2 separate regions of the Triticum aestivum genome follow, and region 2 is linked to region 1. A link is a contact called in public Hi-C data. All regions are on one chromosome and are shown on one strand. The core of a region is the stretch at or near the end of the contact, and the rest is flanking DNA. Distances in the headings are between cores, read along the strand shown. Region 1 holds the start of LOC100270660 (keratin-associated protein 5-2). Region 2 holds the start of LOC123116180 (cytoplasmic tRNA 2-thiolation protein 1).

Region 1 (5,846 bases), core at 2,336-4,835:
TCCCACAACGGGGCGAGCTCAAGACCGACTGGATCCGCCCCAAATCCGGCGGGCGGGCGCGCAAACAAGGTGGCCGTGCTTGGGTAGCTCGGCGGCGACGAGAGGAAGGGGTTGGGCAAGCGCGCGTCCGAGTTGCACGGCTGCAATGGCAGCGGGCGGCCGGCGGCGGCGAGGGGAAGCGAGGGGAAGAGTGGAGTCGATGCGGCCGGAGGGAGGGAGGGGGCGGATAGAAAAAGGCCCGTCCTGTGCCACCGACGGGCGGGCCAGGGAAGGACACGCGCAGACGACCTGTGCGTCCGCGTGGTGTCCGTTTCACCCCAAAAGCGGCGCAAACTTGGGCCGCGGATGGGTCAAAAGCGGACACAAAGCGGACAAAAGTACGTTTGAGCCCGCGCGTTGGGACGTCTCGTTTGTCTCTTTTACCCAAAACGTACGGGGACGCATAGGATAGGGTCGCGCGGTGGAGTTGGCCCCCAAACGGACGTCCGTTTTGTCCGATTTCGGTCCGTTTGGGTAGGGGTTTGGGGTCGTGTCGGGCCTGTCCTGGGATGCGGTGGCCGTGCGCCCAGCGCGCGGCCGCATCCATTTGCCCCATCCTGTCCGTGAGGGCCAAAAATGCCTAAATTTGCATCAAACTACTTCCAACCCAAATGTTTGTCTGAAAATTAAAATAGTTTTACAACCCAATTGAAATTGTCTTAAATAAAATAGTTTTACAACCAAATCGAAATTGTCTTGACTGAACATAAATTGGACCAATACATCTATTGGTTGCCAATGTGATCCCAGACGTGCTCAACCAAGTCATTTTAAAGATTCAAATGAGTGTGCCAATCACGCATCTCATGGTGGAATTGGACAAACTGTTCAAATGTGGACGGGTCTTGATGCAGGGGCTCAATATTTTCACCTTGATAATCAAATCCTTGGTTGAAGATACTCTCATCGCGCTCATCCTCGACGATCATGTTGTGCATGATCACACAAGCAGTCATCACCTCCCAAAGCTTTCTTTCATCCCATGACAGTGCAGGGTTTCGAACGATACCCCACCGGGATTGAAGCACACCAAAGACTGGAGAACGTTGCAGCACGTTGATATCATTGTGAGAACCTGCCATACCGAAGAAAGAATGCCATATCCAAAGATCTTGCGATGCCACCGCTTCTAATATGACAGTGCACCCGTTAACATGCCCCTTGTACTGGCCCTGCCAAGCAAATGGACAGTTCTTCCACTCCTAATGCATACAATCAATGCTGCCAAGCATGCATGGAAAGCCTCTAGCAGCATTGGTCGCCAACAATCTATCTGTATCAGCGGCAGTTGGCTGCCTCAAGTACTCTGGGCCAAACACCTCGATCACAGCCTGACAAAACTTGTACATTGACATCAGACATGTTGTCTCACTCATACGCACATACTCGTCCACCAGATCGCCTGGAATACCATATGCAAGCATGCGGATGGCCGCGGTGCATTTCTGGTAAGAGGAGAATGCAAGCTTGCCAAGGGCATCCGTCTTGCACTCGAAGTATGGGTCATGAGCAACCACTCCCTCTCGGATACGATTGAACAAATGCCTTGCCATACGAAAACGGCGACGAAATTTATCCGGCTTAAAGAGCGGGGTGTTGGCAAAGTAATCGGCATAGAGCAGGGCGTGGCCTCTCTCCCTGTTGCGGTTCAGGTTGGGAGCCTTGCCAGGGAGTGACCCCCTGTACCGAGGAAGCTGCCGTTGAATATGGTCGTTCACGACCAGTGCAGCCACCACAAGTTCTTCATCATCCGACGACGAATCGTCTGATGAACAAAGGAAGTGATGGAAGAAAAACTCGTCTCCACTGTCCATACCTTTGTTGGCAAAAGGTCGAACACCTTGCGGTCGCGGTGGCGAAGCGGCCGCGATGATCACCTCGACGTAGCAGGGGATGGTTGCCGGCCGGCTACTGGCCGCTCTGGAGCTCTTGTCGGAATCTGCCTCGGCCGCCGTGGTCCGTCGCCGGCAGTCGTGTCCCCTCCGGCACCGGCAAGGACGACGACGGCCAAAACTACGGCGAAAGCGCGGGCGTGGCGGCGGCCATGTCCAGACGTGGTTTGTTATGGACGGCGGGGGGGCTGCGCGGTGAGGAGGCGGCCGGAGAATACGGCGGCGCCGGCGGCGGGGCGGGGCGGGGAGAGAGGGTGAAGCGTTGGGAAGCGGAGGGACTGCTAGTGTCCCCGACAGGCGGGCCGGGGGGGGGGGGGGGCAAGGGCGTGCGTCGCGGTCATCCGCGCGCGTCCGTTTCACCCCAAACCGAGCGCAAGTTTGGGCCTGGGATGGATCGAAAACGGACGGAATCCAGACATTTGTCCGTTTGAGGCCGTGCGCTGGGCCACCTCTTTTGTCCTTTTTACCCCAAACGGATGAAGCCGGACAGGATAGGATCGTGCGGTGGAGTTGGCCTTACTTGGGGAAGACGAAACACAGAAGAGCACACTTGCATTCGGAACGGAACGACCCTGGGATGAAGAGCGTAGCCCCTGCTCTCGCCCATCCCCAGAAAGGCACCGCCCGAAGCGAACACTCGCCTCAACATCCGATCGCCCTGTCAGTCAGTCCCGGCGCACGCCGCCGCACATGCGGCGCAGGCGCAGCGGGTGTGCAGGTGCAGCGCAACGCGTGACGGCCATTACTCCGAAATGGAACCACCCCTTCCTTCGTCCCCTCCCCTCCCTCGTGCGGCAGGCCGCAGCAGGCCCAGAGCGGCAGGCAGGCAGGCGCCGGAGAGGAGGAAGCGGCGAGGAGAGGCGCGGTGGGTGGGGACGAGCGGGGGGAAGGCATTGATTGATCCGGCCTGCCCGTTTCAAATCGGGCAACCCCGGTCGCTGCCACCGCTCTGCCGCGCCGGGGCCCCCCTCGCAAGTGCTACGGGCTACTACTACAACTGCTAGCCAGTAGCGAGCGCGCCCATCTTATCCTGGGCCCCCGGGCGGACGTGGACGCGTCAGTGTGTGTGTCAGTGTGGTTGCGTCTCTGTCCAAGCAAGCCCGATCGAGGGCCTCGTTCTGTCCCGTTGCTCCGCGGATGGCTTTTCCGTACCCCCGGCTCGGGGGACGCGCCACCCCGGCCACCGTCACGCTCGTGTGAGGTATACGTACTGCTAGTACGTGATGGCGTGCGTGGCGCTACTATTCCCCACTCGTCGCTGGCAAATTCAATTGATCACCCTGCAGCAGCCTTTTCCATCATCAAACTCGACACTATTTGCAATTGATCACTCCTGCTACCAAGTGTTTGAGCTCGATAATCATCGCTCCAACGTACTACTACTGGGGTATTGGTTTCCTTGGCATTACGGGCGGCTCCCTGTTGGGCTGGCTCGCGGTCATGGCCGCCCAGGCCAGCCCCCATACCGGGTGGGCGGGCGGACCCATCGCACATCGCCGGCACGGGACGGACAAGCGCAGGCAGAGGCTCACAAGTCACGAACCGGCCCGCACAGTCGCCTCCTGCGTCCTCCCTTGATCTTCTTTCTCTCTCATTAAACCCCACCCCACCCCACCCCACCCCTGTGGCTGCACTCGCACTCTCTCTCTAAAGTCTAAACCCCACGCGCCCTGCTCCCTCCCTTTGCTATTATTGCCCGCGCAGCGCGAGCTATATGGAGAGACTCCTCGCCTCCGCCTTCATTTCACTTCCACCACCTGCTCTACTCTGCTCTGCTCCTCCCCAGCCCACGCCCCCGCCTCCATCTCCTCGCGTCGCACGCACGCACGCACGCACTCACCTGCGCTGCTCAGATTCCTTATTACATCACCGCCGGCCAGTGCGCAACCACTGCTCCACCGCGCCTCCTGCTGCTAGCTGCCGCCCCGCCGCCGGCGCCTAATGCGGGCCGGTGGCTAAGCCTAAGCCCTCCAGTTCCGGGCGTGTAAGAGACAAAGAGACATGGGGGAGGGCGCGGTGGTGGTGCTGGAGGCGCCCAAGCCCAGGTCGCCGCCGAGGTACCCGGACATGTGCGGTCGCCGGCGCCTGCAGCTGGAGGTGCAGATCCTTGACCGCGAGCTCACGTTCCTCAAGGTCAGTCACGGCTGCGTTTCTCTGAATCTCTCTCTGACCACCGCCTCGGCCACCGCGCTACTCACCGCTTCATTGCTCCTCCCTCTTCCTTTGACTTTGCTGATCCCATTTTTAAAACAAGATCCGATTTGCCTCTCGCTCGCTCATCTACTAGTAGACCCACTGGTAGTAGTAGCAGTTGTTGGTGCTGAAGGTCGACGAACGCCACGTCGTTGTTTATTTTCTACCCTCCGTAGGTACGGTTAGGCTGTTCAATTCTTTATTAATCTACTGCTGCCTCTGCATCTGTAGCTAGTAGGGTTATTTATCTCGGCTGTGTTCTGGGGATTCGAGCCTAATGAGAGCTGCGAATGGGGAGGGGGGAGGGGAGGGGGAGGCGGCGTTGCTGCGTACCTCGGCGCAGACAATCCGGGGCCGGACAAGCGTTTGCCCTCTTTGGGTGTGCCATGGATGTACCTTTGTCGTGTTTGGTCCGGTTCCTTGCGGGAAAAGAAGGCATGGGCAGTGACCAGTGATGATGATGATGACTGAGTGGCCCTGTCAGTTGCATGCATGTATGGAAGCGCTGTCGTGTCGCCGTTCTTGCTTGCTTGCTATGGGTAGTAGCCTGGGCACGGGCACGGCATGGCCCGTGGCCACGCATTATTCCGACGAGGGCTCGCTCGTGCGTTGATGGGCTGCCATCCAGCTTTGGGGCTTTTTATGTGGTAGATTTTGTGTTTTTCCATGGGGGAGAATAATACCCCCCCCCTTTTTTTTGTGAACACATGGTGCTCTGCTTTCAAGGAGCAGATTTCCGAAGGTGCTCAGGTGACGGGCTTCTTCTTTATGCCTTTGTGCTAGCAGTCGCTTTAGAATCATAGTAACTTTGTTTAAAGCAGGAGCTAGTCCAGTCCAGTCCAGACTATTATTGCTGCTTTTAAGCATCCATTTGCTAGCACTACCAAAGACAACCTTAATTTTGTCAGTCGATTTTCCATTTTATCGGTTATTCTCTCTTCTTGAATTATCTAGTATAAAACATCTGAGGTCCTACATAATATTTACAGTACCAATTCTCTGGTAATTTTCCACATTCATGCATATCAAAATGCAGAAAGATCTACTCCCTCCGTTCCAAAATAAGTGACTCAAAAATGACTCAACTTTGTACTAACAAGTTGACTCACTTTTGAGTCACTATTTTGGGACGGAGGGAGTACTACCTATAGTGGGTGACTTTTGACATAAACACTGTTTCGCAGGACGAGCTACATTTACTTGAAGGGGCTCAACCAGTCTCACGTTCTGGTTGCTTGAAAGAGTATGTATACACCATCATCCTCGCTGCATTGCAAACTAGTATTCCAATTTAAAGTTGTACCAACTAATTAAGTTTAGGATTCTATGTTTTCTTTACTCTAGTATGCATGCAGTTGCCTGTTTCTGTCAAGTTGTTGCCATATGTATGGATTAGTCTGTATGTTGTACCTTCATACGGTTTCTATGTCAGTTTGGTCTCTGTAAATTTTTGTTTATCTGTTCCATATTCCAAACTTGAAGTCATGCTCTGAAAGCAGTACTCACCAGCAAACCCCACTTGCATCAGAACATCTATTATACGAGTTCATTTGGGAGTGACATTTCTTGGGTTTCATCCTTAAACGATATATTGCTCTTGAAGTTGAAATAGCTGAAATGGAGAGCTAAATGCTTGAGTGAACTCGAGCACAATTCTCTCGCAAAGCATTCTTTGCTTTGTTCATGGATAGAGCTAGCCCTTAATTTCTTATACATGTCGCC
Region 2 (5,846 bases), core at 1,513-4,012, 470 kb before region 1:
CTCACAAAAATACTTGTCATTCTATAACCAATTGATCAACTTATTTTTAACTGTACTAGCGAAAGAATCATTTATGTGGTTATCTTGAGCCAAGAGACTCTAGAGGGGCAAGCTTTCACGCTAGATGTTAAAGCACAATACCTGGCTAGAAATGTAACCGCAGCGTTCACATGTTCCTTGCTCTGGCATTCTTGTTGTTGTGGATATCCGGAAATTTTCGCCAGAGGTTATGATGTCCAGTATAGCTCTAGGCCTGCACCACTCACAAGGTACTGATTCAAGTGACTGAAACAAGACAATGATACACATAATGTGTTGAACAAGGAAAAGAAACAGAGCTAGCATACACTAACAGATGAAGAAATAATCCTACTTTTGGACAGCAGAAGTCTTTACCTCATCCTTTCCAGATCTTTAATAAATTCACGAGCAAATCCACGATATGCATTTGGTGAATAGATGCCTGAATTGTGATAGATAACCAATAAGCATATTTGATTTCAATAGAAGATGAAAACAGTGTCAACAAAATTCTATAAGTACCCCTCCAAGTATGTTAATGACTATCAAATGTTAGGCACTGATTGTTCGAAGCTTATATTTTGATTATATATTAACCGTCCCTGGTATCTTGAGATAATGGAACGGGGAGCTACTGTTTAACTACAGAGAGAACAAAACTGCATAACAAATGAAGCAGGAATTACATTCAGTGGAGAAGTAGTCCAGCTTTTTGAAATACGCATACGTGTCATACAGTCAAGGATCAAAATTATTATCAGCGCATGTTTTATGGACAAAGCATAATAAGTTAATAAAAAAATAAAACTGATTAAAAATGTTTCATGTAAAGGATATATAACAATCTCTTTTTCGTAGGTGTATTTGAAAGGCTTGCATCTTGGGATTGGTCCATCTTCACCAGTAGTTATGAAAGTGCATCGACTTAACCTATATAAGATAAAAGCATAATGCCAGCACAAAAATTATAAAAGAGAAAAGATAAAAAATAGCATACTTTATTTATTAACCAACATTTACCTTGCAATATCACCACGTAAAATATTCAGCAAGACAGTCTCTGCAATGTCATCTGCATTATGCCCAGTTACAATCTTATCAACCTTCAAGAGAGCAGCACCTCGGTCTAGTGCCTAATAAGAATGGAATTGTTCAAAAATTAATGAGCATGCAATTGCCTTACAGATAAAGGTAGGTAGTAGGAGGTACCTGACGTCGAAAAACACCACAGAAAGTGCAATTGTTTTTCAGGCCAATTGCTTTCACAATATCATCCATCGTCCAGTCATAGAGATCCTTGTAGGAAACTATTTTCAGTGGTAGGCCATACTGCAGTAGGTGAATTGTACGGAAGAATTAGCAACACATGAATATGCATTTAAATGGGTTAGTTTGATGAACTAGATGCCTGCCAAAATTAGAACAAAAAAAAAACACAAAGAAGTAAAAAGTTGCAACAGAATTATGTGTATCGGGTAAGGGGGAGGAACCTGTAGTTCATTCCTTTTAACAGTTTCTAGGGAGTCATCTCTATAGCCTGTGATTCCTTCATCAATAGATAAAAGGAACAAATCGAGATCATATTTATGACGTTTGTTTAACTCTGATAACACATATGCAAGCACGGTTGAATCTGCATAACAGTAAAAAGATTGTTATACTACAAATCAAGATAGATAAGCAAGCATTTCCACAATAAGCTGAAGAACATTTGCAATCATATTTTTTCTAGCGGGTATATCATATTTATGAAACAGCCATATATGATCCGTTATCATCGCCCATGACTACCTATATTTTAATAACTTGAATAATAGACCGTCTTGATTTAAAACCTTTATCTCTGCTGCAACGACGAGAAGGTTGAACAAACATTTTGATAACACACTCTAATACAAGGCTCTCAAGGAGTCAATGACACCTTGAGTATTGGCCATACAAGTGATCAACAAGAGCCGGTACTAAAGTGTTTATCACTGAATGAGTAGCGAATATGAAACACATGCATTGCATAAAAATCATCTATCGCGTTGATATTTATACAACACAAGTCTGCACATACCTTTTCCACCAGAAGCTCCAATTGCCACACGTTCACCGGCTTTAAACAAATTATTGTCAACAATAGTTTGATGAATCTCGTCCTCGAAGACAATATAGAAGCATTCCCTACATATCTGAAAGCAAATATCAGAGACACCTCTGTAGGCTACAGAAAAGTGAAAACAGCTCACAGTACTCCTAGACACCTAGCATGGTTGGAACTTCACAAGATCAAGCAGCAAAGAGTACCCAAAGTTTTAGGTAGATACACAAAAGGGGCATCTTTTGTTCTTACCCACTTCCTAAAACTACAGTAATCAAGTGAACTCATATGAAGCTACAGCTAAACCATAGGCGCCCGGTTGCTGGAATCCTAAAGAAGGAAGCCGGCGAGGCTCACCTGTTCTAGGGTTTTGGGCCGCTTGAGCGCGGCCTTCCGCTCGCCGCAGCGCGTGCAGAGGCGGCTCCCTGCCCTCGTCGGAGCGGCGGCGGACTGCATGGGCTCCTGGATGCGTCTTATCCCCACGCGAGTCGGTGGAGGGTAGGGACTAGGGAGACGGCGAGGACACCTGCGGGGTAGAGTAGCCGTGCTTCGGCAGGAGGAGGAGCAGAGGCTGCTTTCCGGGACGCCGGCGAAGGGGTTTCGAAGGCGTCACGGCGCTGGGGGGCGGACGAACAGGAGGAGGAGGAGCAGGCAGTCTGGTGGGTCAAGGCTGGCCCAGATTAGGCGGGCTAGTATTGGGCCGGCCTGGGAAGAGGCGCGGCTCTGTGGGATTGCTACTGCGAAATACTAATCGAGGGATGCTCAAAAAAAAAACTAATCGAGGAGTACTCCTCGCAAGTTTCAAAAAAAAAAAAGTACTCCTCGCAAAAGATCACTCTCACCTTTCCTGTGCCACGCAAGCACCGGATACGTCCGCGTACGGGGATAATGACTATATTTGAACAACCTCACAAGTTTAGCAACCACAAACATGTATTTTGCAATTTTATGCACCAAAGTGATCGTCGCGTGCAAGTTTTAAAACCTTAGGTGTATTTACCTCATTTGTTTTCTTTCGTTTTTGTTGACTGTTTCGATTCGTTTAGGAAGAACTCTGTTTCAATGGAAAAGAGCTTGTTGAATAAAAACAAGAAAACACCTTGTTTAGTGACTTACTATTTTGATGGAATCTTTTTAGCGACGGGACTGTTTCGTTTCGTTAAACTTCTTTAGCGACTGGACTATTTCGATGAAAAATTCAAATTTTCTTCAAATACCTCGTGCTTACAAGTTATCTAGTGTAGCTGGGAAAAGACCTAGGTGTGACACATAAAATCAAAAACAAGAAAACACTGCCACTAGTATAGTCTTTAGAAATTTTTTTGATCTATGTGAAAGAAGGTTCAATTGCTTGATCACTGAAAAAATGTGGCTGGTATCTTAAAGTAAAAATTGTTCAAAGACTTTTTAAATAGTTTGTGGAATTGAAAAGGTTCATCTATTTTAAAAATATTTTACAAATTCCAAAATAGTTCACAATTTTTGAGAAAAAAGTTCACGGATATAAAAAAAAGTTCATCAAATTCAAAAAGGGTTCATCAATTTTCAGAAAGACTTCATCAAAATTTTCACAAAGTTCATCGAAATTTTAAAAAAAATCATCGAATTTCATAAAAGAACATCAATTTTGAAAGAAATTCATCGAATATGAAAAAATGTTCATCAAACTAGAAAGAAAGGTTCACGAATGAAAAAAAATGAGTGTTAAAAAAACTAAAAACAATAATCAGCAAAGGAAAAGAAAAAAAAAACGAACTGAAGAATGAAATAAAAGAAAAAAAGCGAAGTAGTTCTTCATGAGCGGGTGAGTGGCCCGATGGTTGTTGTTATACTTGGCCATCGGCAGCCCGGCCCGAAAGAGCCTGACCCAACCTGACTCGACCTTGCCCACGGGTCAGGCCTGTGCCTAGATTTTGAGCCCGATGGGCGAGCCAGGCCGAGCTTGGGCCTGTCGTATTTGTAGTTTAAGGAAGAGGCCCGACAGGCTTTTGTCTCATGGGCCGGCCTTGGGCTTGATTTTTAGGCCCAACGGCCGTGTCGGGCCGGGATCAGGCCTAGGTTTTCTGTGTCGGGCTTTGGTAGGCCTGGTCCGACAGATGGCCAGGTATAGTTGCTGCACATTCCTTGGAATGGTGAGGTTGGTTGCTCAATACCGCCAACAAGCATCTTTTTGGGAGTTTTAAACGAAAAGGAAGAACATATATGGTCCGGCCCAAAGGGAGTGGGTGTTGTGCGCCCGTTTGCAGTTTACACTGTAACGGGCGCCTGCTACGTGGAATAGGAATTGCTCAAATCCTATTTGGCGCCTTTAGTGGCCAAACCCTATTTGGCGCCTTCTGCGCCTGATATAGTGTTAATGGCACAGGGTGCACACCCCCTTGTCCACGTTGGGCCGGCCTATTTTCCTTTTTTTGGTTTAAAGATGCAAAATACATCACGTGCCCCTGGTTCAACCTTCGCTACCCTAACCAACTGGCCACATGCGCTTTCGGTGTTTAGTTACATGTTTTTCCCTCTTTTCTTCTTTCTTTTTTGCTGGAATGTTTTTTTATTTTTTTCTATTTTTATTCATTTCCATTTTAGCCTTTTGTTAATCTTTCTTTTATAATACATGAATTTTTGTTTCAAATTAATGAACCTTATTCTAATTTCATGAACTTTTTTCAAATTCGATGAACTTTTTGTCAAAGCCGATAAACTTTTTTCCAAATTTGATGAACTTTTTTCAAAACCCATGAACTTTTTTTAAAATTCAATGAACTTTTTTTAAATCCAGTGAACTTTTTTCAAACCTGATGAACTTTTTCCATAATCAATTATTTTTTTGGATGCGATAAACTTTTTCCATATTCGACGCACTTTTTTTCGAATTTGATTAACTTCTATAAAATTTGACGAACTTTTTTCAAATTCAACAAACTTTTTTTCAAATTTTATGAACTTTTTTGAATTTTGAAGACTTTTTTTCAAATTCGATGAACTTTTTGAAAATTCGACGAACTTTTATCAGAATCGATGAACTTTTTCCTAACAACAAGAATACATATTGCATCCAACTGGTTGTTTCTTTTCCTAAGAAAATGAGTATGCACTGTAGCAATTTAGCAATAGAAAAAACAATCAAGCGGGAGCCAGCCAGCGATCGAGTGAGCGGCGGGGGCCAACGAGGGGGCGAGCGAGCGGCAGAAGCCAGCTGCAAGCGAGCGTTGCTGGGCCAAAGACCAGTCAAGCGACGCAGCGGGCGCTGCATTCACCAACGGGAAGGAGGAGGTCTCCGTTTAGAGCCCGATACTATTGATTTTACTAATGGGCGCACACCTCCTCATCACGTTTGGGCCGACCCATCTTGGCTTTTTTTTCTTCTATTTTTGAAACTGCAAAAAGTGTGCGAGAGCCGAAATTCAATCCCGTGACAAGCTACGTTAGTGTAGGACAAGACAACCACCAGAACACTTCACTTGTTGTGATTATTAACATGTTTTTGTATTCTCTCTTTCGTTTTTTTCTTTTTTCTGTCCCTTTTTCTTTCTTTTTCAAATTCGAGAAACTTTCTTTCTTCATGATTTTATTCTGCAAAATCGATGAACTTTTCTTTTAAAATTGACAATTTATTTTTTTCAATTTTGATGATTTTTTTTTCAAATTTGATGAACTTTTCATCAAGTTTCAATGAGCTTTTTCAAATTGGATGTTTCTTTAAATTCCATGTTTTTTTAAATTTCAGTGAACTTTTTTCAAA

The links. Hi-C and Micro-C count contacts between places; a contact is called where the count stands out from the background.
Region 2: a Hi-C map of leaf shows a contact between it and region 1, with 8 times the contacts expected there. The contact joins the promoter of LOC123116180 here to the promoter of LOC100270660 in region 1. A contact is called at or near these places in 2 of 5 Hi-C or Micro-C datasets (both in leaf).

What each region holds. Positions count from the first base shown.
Region 1 is chr5B:381,542,909-381,548,754 of IWGSC CS RefSeq v2.1, reverse strand. LOC100270660 (keratin-associated protein 5-2) reads left to right here and starts at 3,585. Exons shown (of 5, transcript XM_044532840.1): 1 at 3,585-4,064; 2 at 5,309-5,367. The coding sequence starts at 3,933.
Region 2 is chr5B:382,011,678-382,017,523 of IWGSC CS RefSeq v2.1, reverse strand. LOC123116180 (cytoplasmic tRNA 2-thiolation protein 1) reads right to left here and starts at 2,762. Exons shown (of 10, transcript XM_044537180.1): 1 at 2,465-2,762; 2 at 2,084-2,198; 3 at 1,512-1,654; 4 at 1,231-1,350; 5 at 1,042-1,154; 6 at 859-951; 7 at 708-748; 8 at 397-463; 9 at 142-253. The coding sequence starts at 2,563.